Regions from separate parts of the Mus musculus genome. Here region 1 is linked to region 2. Evidence: chromatin contacts called from public promoter capture Hi-C data. All regions are on one chromosome and are shown on one strand. Each heading gives the region's core, a stretch centred on a gene start, on an enhancer-like site or on the middle of the called end of the contact. The rest is flanking DNA. Distances are from core to core; before and after follow the strand shown.

What was found. Promoter capture Hi-C pulls out the DNA fragments that hold promoters and counts their contacts.
Region 1: a promoter capture Hi-C map of pre-B cells shows a contact between it and region 2, with 2.9 times the contacts expected there. The contact joins the promoter of Lpcat3 here to the promoter of E130112N10Rik in region 2. A contact is called at or near these places in 2 of 39 promoter capture datasets (liver and pre-B cells) and 1 of 9 other capture datasets (adipose tissue).

The regions. Positions count from the first base shown.
Region 1 is chr6:124,659,661-124,665,237 of GRCm38.p6, reverse strand. It overlaps Lpcat3 (lysophosphatidylcholine acyltransferase 3), which reads right to left and starts at 2,134. Exons shown (of 13, transcript NM_145130.2): 1 at 1,879-2,134. The coding sequence starts at 2,029.
Region 2 is chr6:125,227,214-125,232,687 of GRCm38.p6, reverse strand. It overlaps E130112N10Rik (RIKEN cDNA E130112N10 gene), which reads right to left and starts at 1,419. Exons shown (of 2, transcript NR_015604.3): 1 at 1,334-1,419. Tapbpl (TAP binding protein-like) reads left to right here and starts at 828. Exons shown (of 7, transcript NM_145391.2): 1 at 828-1,154; 2 at 1,891-2,133; 3 at 2,271-2,543; 4 at 4,287-4,625. The coding sequence starts at 1,091. Cd27 (CD27 antigen) reads left to right here. Exons shown (of 6, transcript NM_001033126.2): 6 at 1-66.

The DNA of each region.
Region 1 (5,577 bases), core at 885-3,384, 570 kb after region 2:
AACGCCAACAAACTGGGTCAGAAGCAAGGTTCAAAGAGTTGCAAGCTCAAAGCTGCGGTGGTACATAAAGCCAGAGATGTGGGATGCTGATAAATTTGGGTGATGTTTGAGTGACACTGTATTGAGCCAGCCACGGAACCTAAGGTCCCTCCACCTCTAAAATCTTAGGATCCCACCAAGGAAGAGCAAAACTTTTATCAGAGCAAAGGAAGATCACCTTGGTATGATATGAAATAACAATGGTTTTAGCCAAGGTTGTTTCAGTATGGATTAAAGTTCCAGTCATCCTGTAGATTGGATCCACACCCTCTGGTGATTATGTGTCCATGTCTCAGCTGACTCCAGGATAACTTCCACATTTCTTTCTCGAATTTAAACTCTTCCCAGCCCAATTGTCTCCAACTTTTTTTTTCTTTTATTTATTCTTCTCAGCCCAATTGTCTCAAACTTTTTCCATTTATTTATTTATTTATTTATTTATTTATTTATTTATTTATTTATTATATGTAAGTACGCTCCAGAAGAGGGTGTCAGATCTCATCACAGATGATTGTGAGCCACCATGTGGTTGCTGGAATTTGAACTCAGGACCTTCAGAAGAGTAGTCAGTGCTCTTACCTGCTGAGCCATCTCTCCAGTCCTCCCCCCCCCCTTTTTAAAAATAGGGTCTCAAACCATTAGCCCAGGCTCAAACTCACAGTTCTCTTGCCTTAGTCCCAGGGCACTGAGCCGCAAAGGCATAAGTCACCACACCCAATTTATCTCAAACTTCCTACAGTTAACCCTCTACTTACGCCTCTCTCAGGTTAAAGTTATGCAGCCTTCCCCAAAAGTTCCAAGGACTTAAAAACCTACTGAATCGAGTCTCTGATCACTGATCTTGACCTAAGAATTCTTACCGGACTTTACAGCGATCCAATGCTAAGCACGGCTGTCTTCATCTCATAAGAGAATTAGATGCGGAGCAGTTAAATGGCTTGCCTGGGGGGTCTTACCGTTTGTGAGTAGCGACAAGAGTGGTTGCTACTCACAAACGGTAAAGAGTGGGACTCCTTTAACTTCAAAGTCCACACTTTTTCCATCATACCACGTTACCTCATGTATTAAAAAACCTCGAAGAGTGCGGTTTTTAAAAGACTATAAAATATATATATAATATATAACACAGCTTGTTGCGACATAAATTCAGGTACATCACATCCTTTGAACCATATGAATAATAGTCCCTTGGAACAAGCATGGAGTTTTTAAGGTTGTTAATAGTGCTGTTTCCCAAGCCCAGTGTAAGAATGTATTCCAGAGTAAATGACAGGTGGGCGGCTAAGGGGGAAAGCAATATGGTACAAGAAAATACTAGAAAGTGGACAGAAAAGAGATGAAAGTACACTATACGTTGGCAATACACAAAATAGACCGAGAAGACATAGTATGAAATAATCGGGCAGAGGAGGCCCGTAGGGCTAAAATATCTTAAGTTCGAGGGCCTATGCCTCTCGTAAGGAGAGCGCATGATGGGAGCTGTTAATAACAAATAAGTAGTACTCATGGCCACAGTCGAACTCTTGAGAGCCACAGACAGACATAGGTCGCAAGGGCACAGTCCGGCATATCGATGACAAGGCGGGAGGTGACTGAGGAGCCAAAGGGCACAGTATGGGCCAAAGAAAATGGGAAGAGGTTCAGAGGGTACGGGCCCCCAGACTTGAGACCAGACTTGTCTTCCCTTCGATAGCTGGCTGGTGTGCTTGATGACCCGCACCCCCAAGCCCTCCTGGGTCCCAGGTTCGGGGCAGACAGACAGGTCCTGTCCCCAGACCCCATTCTGCCCATTTCCTTGGGACTCCACGAGGGGGCAGAGGCAGGCAGGAGGGTCCTTACCCAGGAAGATGGAGAAGATGAGCCGCAGCGCCTGTTCCGACGCGCCCAGAGACGTCGCCAACTTGTTAAGGCTCAGATCCTCGACACCCGGCCACAGCCCCCGCATCTGCTCCAGCGTCTCTCCCATGTCCCCGTCCGCTGTAGACGCCATCTTAACTGCGGGCGCCCCCCGGGGACCCCCAGCTCCGCGCCCCGAATGTGGGCAGAACGCGGTGGCTTCACCCCCAATTCCGGCCGGGGGCCCGCCCACGGCGTGCGCATTGGCTGCGGGCCCGCCCAGAGCCTCTAGACCCACCCGATTATTGGTCGAGCCAGCCGGGGGCGGGGCCGAGCGCAGCAAGGTAGGAAGAGGGCGGGGCCGAGCGTTTGTAAGGCAAAGGTGACTCCCGTGAGGAAGGGAAACGGGCCGGGCCGGCGGGGCGGGGCGGGGCTTGCGATCGCGACCCAGCTGCTATTGGAGCAGGCGGGAGCGCGAGGCGAGGTGACAGTACAACTCGGTCCGGACGGCTCCGGGCAGGAGTGGGTCGGACGGGTGTCCGGCCGGCTTGCTCGCTGCCTTCCCATTGGTTGAGACAGGAGCAGGCGAGAGTCGGGGCGGGGGGGGGGCGGGGGGGGGCGGGGGCGTCACCAGACCGCGAGGTTACTCTCGGTCGCCGGCGCTGGGGTTACTGGGGCATGTAACGGAGCGGAGCGAATGTCTGCTGTCACCCCACGAGCGCCCCCTAACGGTGTCTCCTCGGGGGCGGGGGAGGGGGGGAGAGCGAGGGTCCTGCATTCCCAGCCCTTTCCTGAAGGCTCTGGGGGAGCCCAGGGGCCCAAGAACACCCTTTAATGCTACGTAGCTCTTCCCGATGCAGGTCCTTTTCGGTTGTTCAAGTACTGGGACTCGAACCGGTGCCGCGTGCACGCTCTCCTGCCGGAGCTACAACCCTAGTCCTTATGCAGAGTTCCCTTTCTATAGTAAAACGGACCTTCTCTCCGGAGGCAATGAAATTAGGATCTGCCTATTTATATTAAAAAGAGCCTACTTAACACTTGCCGCTTTAATTAACAGTTAGGCTAGTTTTGTCACGGCTTAAGTAATGTATGTTCCTGATGAAAGTTCAAGCACTAGAGGCATGAAGCAAAATAGGAGCCCTTTCCTCCTATGCAGTGTCACTTCCCACTGATTGACCCCAGGGAAAGTGACAGTGTATGGGGTGTGTAACAAAGGGGTTCACAAGTTCTTGTCCTAAAAAGTTCAGCTATGGCTTACACTTCCATGGCATTTTATACTTTTTTCCAGCCCCCCCCCCCCCTTTTTTTTTTTACTGGGAAATTGAACGTAGGCTTTACGTGTGCTAAGGAAGCATTGGACCACTGAGCTATGTCTCCTGCCTTTTCATATGTCCTTTTATTTATACTTAAAGGCATTTTTTTTTACATTTATTTGTGTATATATTGGGGTATGTTGGAGGAAGGGCTAGTTTTTGCCACAGAACACACATGAAGGCCAGAAGACAACTTTCAGGAGACTGCTCTGTCTTTTGCCATGTGGATTTTGACGATTGAACTCAGTGCTGGCAAGTGCTGTAACGCGCTGAGCTATCTCTCTGGCTCGCAATTATTTTAATTAATTAAATTTTAATTTAAAATGCTTTATTTTTAATAATAGGGTTGTGCCTCTGTGGGTGGTGTGTAGATGAAGATTTCCTATCCCCGGTGTCTGGGTGTTACAGGAAATTGTGAATGGTGTGATATGGGTGCTGGGAATTGAATGCAGGCCCTCTGCAAGAGCAATATTCTCTCTTAACCACAGAGCCAGCCTGCCAGCACTGCCATTCTTTTTAAATATGAACTGCTTTACTCTTCCTGAAAAGTGCAGACTACAACCTTCCTGGATTAAGATTTTCTAATCTAGGCATAACCTAGACCAGTGGCTCTCAGCCTAATGCTGCAACCCTTTAATATACTTCCTCATGCTGTAGTGATCCTCCAACCCTAAAATTATATTTGTTACTACTTCATAACTGTAATTTTGCTACTGTTATGAATCATCATGCAAATATTTTTTGGAGATAGAGGGTTGCTAGAGAGGTTGAGAGCCACAGGTTGAGAACCACTGGCCTGCACAGAGAGCCAAATGTATCCCTTTCTGATGTCATCCCCTTCTTCATGTGAGACTGAAGATCTTAGACAATCACTTGACTGATGTGAATATTCATCACCAGGTAGTTTTTTTTTTTTTTTTCTTTTTTTTTTGGTTTTTCGAGACAGGGTTTCTCTGTGTAGCCCTGGCTGTCCTGGAACTCACTTTGTAGACCAGGCTGGCCTCGAACTCAGAAATCCACCTGCCTCTGCCTCCCAAGTGCTGGGATTAAAGGCGTGCACCACCACCGCCCGGCAAGGTAGTTCTGTTTAAAGGTGTGGTACTGGGCACAGCAGTGGGATGGCGCAGCAGGTTGCGGGGGGCCGGGGGGCGGTGCTTGCTGTAAATGCCTGGCTGACTCTGGACTTTGATTGCTGGGACTCAAGATAGGAAGAGAGAACCAGTTCCTAAAAGTTGTCCTCTGAGTTTTACACATGTATCATGACATGCCTGTCCCCACATTCAAACATACATACATCACACACACACACACACTCATCCACATACACTAATAATTTTTTTTAAAGGTGAGCAGGGCATGGTGGTGTAAGCCTTTAATTCCAGCACTACAGAAGCTGAGGCAGGAGGATTTCTGTGAGTTTAAGGCCAACCTGGTCTAGTCCAGGATGGCTTGGAACTTTGGAACTCTACAGCTCAGGCTGGCTTTGAACTTTGATTCTCCTGACTCAGACTCGCAAGGGCTGCATATGTGAGCTTCCGGCCCATCCCTCTGTCTCTACATCCCATTCTGACACAGGAATGCTAGGATTATGGAAGTGAGTCCTCATATCTGACTTTTTAACTTTATTATTATCTGGTTTAAGACAGGGTGTCACTGTGTAGTCCTGGCTGGTCTGGAACTCCCTATGTAGAACATGTTGGCCTGGCACTCAAAAGATCTTCCCGCGGCTGCCTCCTGAGTGCTGGGATTAAAGGAACATGCGTGGGCAGGTGGTAATGGATTACAGAAGAAGGCAGGTTGAGCCTCTGCTGCTGTATTTTGCCTCAGGTTCCTACCTTGAGTTCCTGCCCTGCCTTGAGTTTCTTGGAAGTGGAAGACAAATAACCCCTTTCCCCTTCAAGCTGCTCTGGTCATGGCCGTTTTTTTTTGTTTGGGTTGTTTTGTTTTATCACAATAGAAACCCTAATTAAGACATTTTTTTAAAAAGTCATTTGCCAGACAGTGGTGGCACACATCTTTAGTTGCAGCACTCGGGCAAGACCAGCCTGGTCTACAGAGCCAGTTCTAGGACAGCCAGGGCTACACACAGAGAAAAAAAAGTCATTTCAACTCTTTTTTTTTTTTTTTCTTAAAACTAGTGAGTTGTGTAGAGAGGAATTATGTACTCTATAGGAAAGAAGAAATAACTGTGTTAGAACTGAGCGTATCTGAGCCGGGCGTGGTGGCACACGCCTTTAATCCCAGCATTTGGGAGGCAGAGGCAGGCGGATTTCTGAGTTCAAGGCCAGCCTGGTCTACAAAGTGAGTTCTAGGACAGCCAGGGCTATACAGAGAAACCCTGTCTCGAAAAACCAAAACACCCAAAAAAGTGAAAAAAAGAACTGAGCCT
Region 2 (5,474 bases), core at 170-2,669:
AAGCTGAGGCTGAGACTTTCTCTCAGTTGAGCTAAAACTATAAATAAATTCATTTGTCTACTTCTATACACATTGTCCCTTCTCTCTGTGCAGGCAAACACTGGAACCCGGAGCCAAGCCTTACGGCCCAGGGACTCTAGTAACAAGCCAGCTATGGACACTCTCCATGTGCTATTCCCCTTCCTACAGAATGAGGGTAGGGGAACAAGAGGAGGAGGAGGAAGAAGAAAAAAAAGAAGGGACAGTGAACTAGGAAGAAGGATAGTGTAAATGCTAACTTCAAATACGCACACCTACAACTGAAACAAACAAACAAACAATCCCTCAGTGTGGCCCTGAGCTTGTAATTCAAGGGGTTAAGTGGTGTGACAAGGGCGGGGCTTGGAGTAGAGACAGCAGGAGATCACTGCTGTGCTTGTTGGCTACCAAACAATTCCAGGTTCAGAAAGAGACCCTGTCTCTGAAGAATAAGGTGGGGTAATAGAGCAAGACACCCAGTGCCCTCACCGAGCCTCCACACACAGGCAGGGCTGGGCATACTCACCCACACAAGTGTATACACCGCATATACACAAATACAAGTTAAAAGTGAGACTTCACATAGCTGTCCAGCCTCCTAAAATTCCAATCCTAGAACTAGGCCACACCCCATCTCGTCTGTTCGATCACAGATCTGAACAGGGAGTTGTCACCAGGGCAGACCCAAAGGATTTAACATGGACTGAAAGGAAGAAGGGTCCAGAGTACCGGGGAATCTATCTTCTGGCTCCACCCCCTCTCCAGCCCTCTCATAGTTGGGGCTGATGGGAAAGCTGATGTGGTGATACCAGGTTTTGAAATCACCTGGGGATTTCTTGGGTGCGGGGTGGACCTTAGGGAGAACAGAAAGCAGAGCTGGCTGCAGCCATTACTGGCCTCGGGCGGGCGGCCACAGAGGCAGTTGAAGTGAAAGTGAAAGAGAAACGATAAGAGAACGGAGACCACAGGTGCTAAGTGAGGGTGCTCACAGAACCCCCTCTTCAGCCAGAGATCACTAGCAGGGGAACTGTGGAGAAGGCAGCCAGCAAGGAAGAGCCTGAGAGTAGCCTCCATGGGCTTGGAGCCCAGCTGGTATCTGCTGCTCTGTTTGGCTGTCTCTGGGGCAGCAGGGACTGGTGAGTGCGGAGACCAGGCTGGGGCCTGGGGGACTGGGGGGGAGGAAGCGCCAAGCTAAAGGAGCCCCAGGAAGCCACCTTCTCAGAACAGCACCAGCTTGTCTGCTAAGCCCAGCAAATGAGTGCGGCACTCACAACATGCGGAACCAGTTTGGAGAGGGGTACGGCAGAGAACTCACAGAAAAGGGGGGCTTCCTCGATGGGAAGGCAGGGTGTTAGCATTCTGTGGGACAGCTCACTGCCCTGAGTTGAATCCTTAGAAGAGGAAGGGGCTCCCCAGGCTAAGAAATCATTGGGTTGGTGACTCCTGGTGGGCGTGGCTATGGCAGAAAGCAGAGGCCTCTGGGAAAGTTGGGTGATGAGAAAAAGGTTGTCAATGTCCCTAGGAACAGCAGTGTCTTGGCTCCTCTCCCCTGTGGCAGTATTTCTTATTCCTTTTTTTTTTTTTTTTTTTTAACCTGAGAATTCCTTTCCAGAAATTCCCTTGCATCCCACAGCTGAGACTCAGAAATACAAAGCATAAACCCCTCTGGCTTTGATCAGGACAGATCTAGGACTTGAAATAACTCACAGAGCCGCTGCCTGAGTAGCAGGTGCCTCAGCAGAAGCTGGGTTTATAGATGACACCAGGACAGCGGGGCTCAGAAGGCACCTTTACCTGCTGCTCAGCCCGGGGCTTGGTGAAGGGGTGGGAAGAGTGTGGAGGACGAGGGTGCTTGTTCCACTTTCCCTGCAGACCCTCCCACAGCGCCCACCACAGCAGAAAGACAGCGGCAGCCCACGGACATCATCTTAGACTGCTTCTTGGTGACAGAAGACAGGCACCGCGGGGCTTTTGCCAGCAGTGGGGACAGGGAGAGGGCCTTGCTTGTGCTGAAGCAGGTACCAGTGCTGGATGATGGCTCCCTGGAAGGCATCACAGATTTCCAGGGGAGCACTGAGACCAAACAGGATTCACCTGTTATCTTTGAGGCCTCAGGTAAAATCTCCCCATCCTAGGCTTCCTCCACAGGAACAGCCCCGTTCCCAGTTCTATCTACCCACGCCTGCCCCCCCCCCCCCCCGGTCTGGCGTTGTCCATCCAACATTACTTCTGTATGCTGCCCTTCTCCCCAGTGGACTTGGTACAGATTCCCCAGGCAGAGGCGTTGCTCCATGCTGACTGCAGCGGGAAGGCAGTGACCTGCGAGATCTCCAAGTATTTCCTCCAGGCCAGACAAGAGGCCACTTTTGAGAAAGCACATTGGTTCATCAGCAACATGCAGGTTTCTAGAGGTGGCCCCAGTGTCTCCATGGTGATGAAGACTCTAAGAGATGCTGAAGTTGGAGCTGTCCGGCACCCTACACTGAACCTACCTCTGAGTGCCCAGGGCACAGTGAAGACTCAAGGTGAGAAAACAAAATGCAGTGGCACAGGAACATTTTGTATTATTGTGTGTGTGTGTGTGTGTGCGCGTCCATGCGCACATACGTGTGCACATGCCACAGCACATAGGTAGAGATCAGAGGACAGCTTATAGAACCTACCATGTGGTTTCCAGGGATTGAACTAGTTCACTATGCTTGGCAGCAAGCACTTTATGCACTATGCCATCTCAATAGCCCCAAGATAGTTTTTTGGTTTTTTGGTTTTGGTTTTTTTTTTTTTTTGGGGGGGGGGTTGTTGTTTTTTTAATTTGTTTTTTGTTTGTTTGGTTGGTTTGTTGGTTGGTATTTTGTTTTCTTTTGTGGTTAGAGATGGGATAGAAGGAAGAAAACAAATATCCCACAGGTCCTCCTGAGGTACCCATAGAGCTTCATCTTTTCTTTCTAAAATATCCTGAGTCAAGAAGAGGGGATGCTAGGAGATCCTTATTCGAGCAAGCATCAAAACATAATAATCATCAGGTATTTTCTCCAAAGTGGGGAAGCAACACATGAGGACACTGTAGCTACACATGTCACTACACTCTTATTTAGCCAAACTCATGTTTCCTCCCAGGGAGAGGGAGTCTGGTCTGGTGCTTCATGGCAATTACAGCAGAGCACAGGGAGAAAGAAGTGCTCAGTAGCTCTTACTAGTGAGCCCATTCCTCATTCTCTCCCACTTAGTACCTCCTACCAGGTTCAAAACCAAGAGGAAACATATTGACAGGCACCTGGAGAGTCCAGTTCATTATTTTGCCTCCAAAAAGGAGAAAATCAAGTCCACAGAAGATGACGATGAGGGGGCCCCTCTCCTATCCCTGCAAACCCCTAAAACATTAGCCTTTAGTATTATGTTGTCCCATACTGAGGATAGAACCTAGAGCCTTGTGCTAAACACGAGCTCTACTACTAAACTACAGCTTCAATTCCTTTTTCAGTTTTATTGTGAAACAGGGGTCTCACCCAGATGCCCTGGCAGGCCTGGAAACTTGTGATTCTGTCATGCCTCCTTAGTAGCTGATGGTACAGGCATATACTACCACACCCTCCGGCTCTACAGTCCTTTCTGAATGTGCCTTGCCACATCAGAAAAGATGTTCAGCATCTCCTATCCTTGGCCATGGGTAGTTTAGTGCTTCTCCCTTTTTGAACTTATTCAGATCTACAAATAAATGAAACAACATACCCCCACCCAGCCGTGACTTATTTCTGACCTATTTCGTCAGCTGTCATAGTTCCTCTCTACCCGACTAACATAGATATCCTCCCCTGGACTGACTAGGCTGTAGGGACCACAACACTTCACCCCCAAATGCTCCCATGTGCAGTTAGGGCTGATAGCTGAAAGTCAAGGCCACTCTGCTTCACAATAACCAAGGATCCCAAAAGCCTATCAAGGCTGGGGAGTGCTCTACTCACAGTAACAAGGGTCCAGTGCACACAGGACTTAACAGTATTTCATTCATGGAAAGACGTGACTATTGAAGCTGGACGTACTGTCCACATCTGCAGTCCTTGCACTTGGAGGGACTGAACCACGAAGATTGTGGGTTTAGGCTCTCATGTGTGCCTTGCTGCACCATTAATTTATGGCTCCACTGGACAGGAAATGAACTCAGTACCACTGTCCAGGGAAGGGAGCCGGAGCTGTCTGTCCATGGCTCAGAGGCCAGGTGACCTTAAGGAAGAAACAGTCTGTAAGTCACCCTTTCTTTCTCTCTACAGTGGAGTTCCAGGTGACATCAGAGACCCAAACCCTGAACCACCTGCTGGGGTCCTCTGTCTCCCTGCACTGCAGTTTCTCCATGGCACCAGGCCTGGACCTCACTGGCGTGGAGTGGCGGCTGCAGCATAAAGGCAGCGGCCAGCTGGTGTACAGCTGGAAGACAGGGCAGGGGCAGGCCAAGCGCAAGGGCGCTACACTGGAGCCTGAGGAGCTACTCAGGGCTGGAAACGCCTCTCTCACCTTACCCAACCTCACTCTAAAGGATGAGGGGAACTACATCTGCCAGATCTCCACCTCTCTGTATCAAGCTCAACAGATCATGCCACTTAACATCCTGGGTAAGGACAGGCCTTGGGTTTTCTGGGATAAGGGAGAGGGAGATGCCTATGGGAATGTTTCCCAGACTAGAATCCAACCCCAGAGAAAATTTCCTCAGAGAAGGAATGCATTCCCACAACCCAAACACCATCTTCATTCTGGAGGTGTGGGTGATCAGATAAGGCGTCTCACTGAATGCCAAGATAATACCCCCAGGAAATAACTACATCAGAATAAAAACCCTGGGCTAGCTGTCTGTAATTTCAGTCCCCTGGACCATTTCCTTGAGAGGGACCCTGCAGGTGTCCAGGCAAGGAAGTCAATCACAGGGAGAAAGAAACCTTGGTTCAGATTAACTTCTTCAACCTGGATCCGACTTGGGAAGTCTGATACAAGGCGATTTATCCCCAACAAACTTAAACGCAGTATAACTGGGGGAAAAGTTATGCTGGTATAATACAGTCCCTTGTAATTACATCAAAACTGGACTTAGAGTCCATGTCATTTCTTTCAAGAAAATGGGTTCTAAAGATAGGAAGCCTGTATTAGCTTTAGGGCTTTAGGGAAGGCTCTGAGATGTTCTCAGTCATACAGATAGTGTAGAGGTCATTTGGGCTATCAGCCACCTCTGGTCCTGGTTTTGGGAGCTTGGGGGAGCCCCCTGGTTATACAGATAATATAAGGGTCATTTAGATCACCAGCCACCTCTGGTCCTGGTTGGAGGAGCTTGGTATGGCCTGGACCAACAGATAACACAGATCCAGGCTATTAATCACTTCCAATTTTCAGCTTTGTGGATGGAAGAACAGGTTTTTGGGGGTTTTTGTTTCTTTGATTGATTTTAGAACAGGTTTTTTAAAAACATCTTT